Linked DNA regions of Muntiacus reevesi: region 2 is linked to region 1. A link is a contact called in public Hi-C data. All regions are on one chromosome and are shown on one strand. The core of a region is the stretch at or near the end of the contact, and the rest is flanking DNA. Distances in the headings are between cores, read along the strand shown. Region 1 holds the start of REV1 (REV1 DNA directed polymerase). Region 2 holds the start of EIF5B (eukaryotic translation initiation factor 5B).

Region 1 (2,926 bases), core at 374-2,873:
TAGAGAGCAAACTGATTCTTCTCCCTTGTTATTGGAGACTGCCTACTAATTTGCACTAAAATGCAACTAATACCATTTTATTATATTCTATTAAGGTATTGCTGAGGTCAGTTATCTCAATGTCTGTGTTTCTTTCTTGAGAAAATACAGGAGGAAAAAATCTTTGACTTGGATAGGAGAGAGTGGGAAAGAAAATTGAAATATAAGAGTATTGTTCCTGTAGAGTTCACAGGTCATTCTTCAATTTGAAAATCGAGTTTTACCGTTTCATGTTAATAGAATACTGACATTTACAGATTTATATTAAAAAAAATAATAAGGGGCTGCCACTGGTTTTCTGTGGCATCTCATGAGGTGATACCCTGAAGTACCTGTTTGTGGTCCTGTTGAAATGATCCCGTTTTTATTAAATTATGACGTCTCAGAAGAACATTTTCAGCAAGGTTAGACAAGAATACTCAAGTTGAAGTGCATTTATAGAAGTCTATAAAGTAGCAAAAACAAAGGAACTTGAAAAAGGAAACAAGTTATTTGAATACTAGCTGAATCACCAGTAAACAAGCCTCTGCTCTGCAAAATCAGTTTTGAAAAAGAGTACTAATTGTTTCCTAAGCACTTGCAAACTCTTCAAGTCTTTCAGGTAAGGGAATAAATGGACAGTGTTGAGCCTTTGCTGGGAGGTTCGCTTCATGCTTGTGCGTTGCAACAATAAAGACTATTGTAATAGAGATATGGGATGATCTCCAGGCAAACCAAAATTGCCAAGAGGGGGAAAATGGTCCTTATGGAACAACTAGTCTTTTGCCAGAAGGTCCTCAATTATAATTGTATTTAGGCATACATAATATATGATTTTTTTTTTTCGACAGTAGTATCAAATTGCTTTCACGTGTAACCCCAGTGCTGCATGTGGGATGGGCCACCTGCCTCAGGTTTACAAAGATCCAGGTGCAATGCAGGGCGAGCCTGGTCGCGCAGGGACCAGTGTTCGAGCCCCCAAGGGAGCTGGCAACGCTCACCCCCGGCGGCACAGCTTTCTTTCCCATTAACGTCCGTGGGCCCTGGTTCCCAGTCGCCCCCTGACACAGCAAAGTGTTAGTTCGCGAGTGTCCCTTCCGTCACTAGATGTCACTGTGAGTCAACGGCTAGTGGCGGGGGACCCCGGTGTTTTACGGATCTTCCAGGGTTTCCAGCATGGTCAGTCCCTGACTTGTGCGCTCCCGGGGCGGGGAGCGCAGAGCCGGGCGGGGCCTCCCGGAGGCCAGGACAGCTCCGTGACCCAAGCGGGAGGCGCGCCGGGCTCGGGGTTCACGGCTGGCGGCGCGATGCGAAAGGCGGGCCCGCGCCGCGCTCCTCTCTGCCCCCGCGAGCGAGACGGTCATGTGCCACGGAGGCGCGGTCGCTGCGGGCCGGCCGGGGACGGCAGGGGCTCGGCGCCCGCGGTTCAGCATCGCCCGGGGCAGTGCTCCACGCGGGCGCCAGCGCCGCGCTGGGCGGAGCGCGAGCAGCCGCGGGCGGGGCGGGTCGGGGCGGGGCCTGGGAGCGCGCCGGCCGCCGGAGGGGGAGGGGCGGGGCGGGGCGGAGCCGCGGCGCGCGCGCCCGCCGGGGGGGAGGGGCGGAGCAGGCGCCGAGCGCGCGCAGGCCGGCCGCCGCGAGCGTGGGGCGAGCGTGGACCGCGGCGCGGCGGTGCGACTCCTTCGCCGGCCCTCCTCCCCGCCCACGGCGAGGGCACCGTGCGGCGGCGCCGGGGCCCGCGAGGCCGGAGGAGGCGGCCGTGCCCGGGCATGGTGGTCTGGGGCAGGGCTGAAGGTGAGCGACCCCGGGCCGGCGGCGCGGGTGGGGGCGGGGTGGGAGCGGCCCCGCGTCGCCCGGCGCGGCGGCCTGAGGCGGGGCGGGGGCGGGCGCGTCGGCCCGGGCCCCGCGGCCGTTGGTCTCGCGGCCTGGGCGGCCCGCGGCGCCCGAAGCGCGGCAGCTGCCGGGTTATGTAACGCGTGACCTCCCCTTCCCCCTCCGCCATGGCGCGGCCGGCCCGCCGTCGCCGCCCGCGCTCGGCCGCCTGCGGAGGCGCCGCGCCGACGACCCGCGCCGGCGGCCCTCTCCGCCGCGCCCCGCGCCGGCCCCGCTCGGACCGCGCCGCAAACTCCCGGCTGCTGCGCCGGCGCCGCGCCGGCTCTTCAGCCCCGCGCCATTCATTCGTGCGCGCGGGCGGCCGCGCTCGGAGCGGCGCGGGCTGGCGGCCGGGGCCCCGCGCCGGACCCTCCACCCGGCCTCCCGCCGTGGCGTCTCCCCTCCGCCCCGCGGGACCTGGGAATCGGCGTCTGACTCCCCGAAGACAGTTTTTACTCACTTGTTTTTCCTGGTTACTTATCTGTTGCCTTAATAGGCGGGCACCTGTCCCCAACTGTCCTGACAAGCGCCCCTCGCCCACTGCACTCCTTGTGAAATGATTCAGCACCTGTGTGGCGGGAGAGGGGCATTTCCCTACACGTTTCCCTGCTCTTACAGCCGAAACTGAGTTGGGAAAGAAATGTTAGTGTATCACGCCCTAGTTGACCCCCCCCACCCGCCTCTGGTTTAAAAAAAAAAAAAGATTGCAGGTGTTGAGTCTACTGTAATTTCTGCCTTCCGCCTGTTTTCAGGTCACGTCCAGCGTAGAGATGGTATCATTTAAATGAGCATAACTAGACTAGCGCGTACCATAAAAGAGCTTGTAACTAGCTGGTAAGGAGTTTATGTAATTCTGATTCTTAATTCTGTCTGTCTGCCAAGCCTGTCCACTATAGTCTGCGAGAATTAGCCTTTTCCTCTTCAGTGTGCAACGTAGGTAACCTTATGTACCGTCTACCTGCTTTCCAAACTTCCATCTCTGCTTTTGCACATAGGCTCGTCTTAGCCGGAGCGGGTGCTGCTAGAGCGTTGCCCCCTC
Region 2 (2,826 bases), core at 109-2,608, 160 kb after region 1:
CACCCCAGAATTCTGCTTATTTTTTCTTATCTATCTGGCTACTCTTCAAATCAATTAACTTCTTCCAATAGACCTCCAACTGAAATACAAGACACTTGGTGTCTTTTTAACTCCATTCAACAGCTAGGTGAGGGTCAGGTCAGGAAACGACCCAGGATTCCAAATCACAACTTAGTCAAACTTCAAGAGCAAATATCCGTTTTGAGTTAAAATGAACTATCACAGGTTGTTGTTTTTGTCTTTCGAATTCCTCTTACTACACCCAGTATTTGAACTAAGTCTGGTGAGTAGTTTACAAAGGTGAAAAATAACATATGTTGTTCACTCCCAGGAAGTAAGCCCTTTCCATGAAAAGGGGTAAAGAACTCCACCGAATATGACACCCAGGAATATTACAATAATCTCGGGGTACTCAACTCTACATACATCCTTAAGCTCTCTCGCCCCCAAAGCCTTTTTAAGTGGTTAGAAAAGAGCGACCCTGGTTGGTTTGTTTCATCTCCTCCTTTCTTAGGGGAGGTGCTAGCGAGTAAAGAAATGACCAAAAGGCCGGAAGAAGGAACGCGAAAAGCATGGAGTCTGGACAATCAACCCGTAAATAATTGAAAGCTGAACCAAATTAAATGAAGTTAAGACAGAGCAACCTGCTATGCTATTCGCGTTGTCTCGAACGTGACTGAGAGGCTCCGAGAGTGAGAACACCTGGCTGGAGAAACGTCGCATTCCAAACCCTTCTCTCTCCAAGAATTCATAGGTACACAGGCATGAAAAAGAACTCTTCCAGACGTCCGCCAAAAGCAGCGCCGCAACAACTCCCACCCGCCCGTTCCACGGTGGCCAAGCGGCCCCCGGCTCCGTGAGGCCGCCCGAGCCCTGCCCCACGGGACCGCGAACCCCAAAACGACTCGGGGCTCCTCAAGCCGGAGACCTTCTCCCGAGCCGGGCGAGGGGACGGAGTCTCGGCTGGGAACCCGCTCGCCGCCGAGGCCCTCCTCGCCCGCCGGGAACTGGGGTCTCGGGCCCGCGCTGCCCACTCTGGGTCCCGGCCTGTGCCTCGGGGGGTCGCTCTCGAGCCTCGACCCGGGTCCGCCCCGCGCCCGCGGGACCCGCGCGACCCCCTGAGCCGCACCGACCGCCGCCGTGAGAACCCGCCACTAGTTACCTGTCTTCGCTCTTGTTTTTCTGCTTCTTCCCCATGGTGTGTCAGCGGCGCTCGCAGCCCCAGCCCCTCTTCTCGGTCCCTCACAGACCCGCTGTCCCTCGGCTGACTTCGGTCTCCGCTCGGCTCCGTCCCCCTCGCGCTGCCGCCTCTCGCACCCGGCTCTCCACAGACCCGCGCACTGGGACAGGGCACATATGGTGTGAGCTCCGAGTGCGCAAGCGCATCACCCCGCCGCCTCGGCGTGGGGACGCAGGGCGCGGCTCATCGAGAGCTGCGCCGCGGGTAGAGCGTCTCTAGTTACCACGCCCGTCAGGCGGGAACCCGAGCGCCCTCTTCCGGCAAGCGTCCGCGGCGCTCCGAGATCCGCGGGGTTTCAAGATTCTAGAACCCGGGGGTAGACAATAAGGTTGAAAATTTCCCCCGTCGGCCCCTCTCCCTGCTGGGGGACGCAGAGTTGGGGGAATTGGATCTCAGTTCAAAAGTAGACTTTGGGCTTCCCTTCCACCTTTAACCTCTGTCCCTTTGTACTCAGCTGCGTCAAGTTCAATAAAGAAGCACAGTGAACCACTGGTGAGCCGTCTGGGTGTTCCAAAGGGAGACAGAGAAATCCACAATATTGAGCCTCGTAGTCATGTCCATGAATTACCGAAACAAACAGAAACCATTCTTTTAAAAAGGACACACCCATTAATTCTCCTAAATAGATCATGACCTTTACATTCAAACCGAGAACAAGCTCTAAAAATGTATGTCAGGGAAGTCGCGAAGGGAGCATACTAGGGTTGTGAAAGTGTTTTATATCCGGATCTGGACAACGACACTATGTGTTAACTATGTAAAAACTTACACGTAAGTTATACTTTGATTGTTTTTTAAAGGTGGGAATTGTTCAATAAACCGAATGGAAACAAAATTGGAGTGCCACTCCCGAGCAGGAGCATAACTATTCCCTTTCTGATGTAACATGTGTCAGAGCATAAGAACGTCAACTCCAGGCTGAGCACTAAGAAACTACAATCTCCAGCGTACTTCGCTCCCCCGCCCTCTGGGCTGTTTACTGGGAGGGAGGGAAAGGTTCCTGCGCCAAGAGTTCGGAGCGCTGGAGCGCCGGAAAGGAGCAGAAGGGCGCACGCGCAGAAGCGCTCGCCGCGCGCACTTCCCTCCCCCCTCCCCCCTCCCCTGCACTACCTCCACTTCCTGGGACGTCGCAGATACTATCGCGTGAGATCCGCGGCCAATGAGGAGGCAGAAGTGACGGCCGCTTCGCAGCTACCCGCAGCTGCTTGGAGGCTGAAGCCAGAGAGGATTGCTCTTCTGGAGAAGCTGTGTGTTCGTATCTCAGGTGTCGCCGAGAGCTCAGGTGAGGCAGAGGGTGGTGTGAAAACACCGCCCATGCATCCTGGTGCTAAGGGACACCCGACTGCTCAGCATCCTGCCTGGGCGGGGGAGGGGCGCGGCTCGGGCTCCGAAGTCCCCGCCACTGAGGAGGCTTTGGCGCATGCGCCCGGGGAGGCGTTGAAGCTGGGGCCACCTCGCCTCTGCCCTCATCTGTCCCCGGGGGCGCGCGGAGTGGCGAGGGTACTTTTGGGAAGCGGCTGGCTGGCGTGCGGTTAACGGTGAGGCCCACTGCTTGTTTTGGCGGGTGTACGCAGGGGAATCGCGGA

What was found. Hi-C and Micro-C count contacts between places; a contact is called where the count stands out from the background.
Region 2: a Hi-C map of muscle shows a contact between it and region 1, with 4 times the contacts expected there. The contact joins the promoter of EIF5B here to the promoter of REV1 in region 1. A contact is called at or near these places in 2 of 3 Hi-C or Micro-C datasets (blood and muscle).

What each region holds. Positions count from the first base shown.
Region 1 is chr3:96,858,907-96,861,832 of mMunRee1.1, forward strand. It overlaps REV1 (REV1 DNA directed polymerase), which reads left to right and starts at 1,624. Exons shown (of 24, transcript XR_010662380.1): 1 at 1,624-1,809.
Region 2 is chr3:97,021,209-97,024,034 of mMunRee1.1, forward strand. EIF5B (eukaryotic translation initiation factor 5B) reads right to left here and starts at 1,359. Exons shown (of 24, transcript XM_065929729.1): 1 at 1,163-1,359. The coding sequence starts at 1,197. TXNDC9 (thioredoxin domain containing 9) reads left to right here and starts at 2,369. Exons shown (of 5, transcript XM_065929730.1): 1 at 2,369-2,522.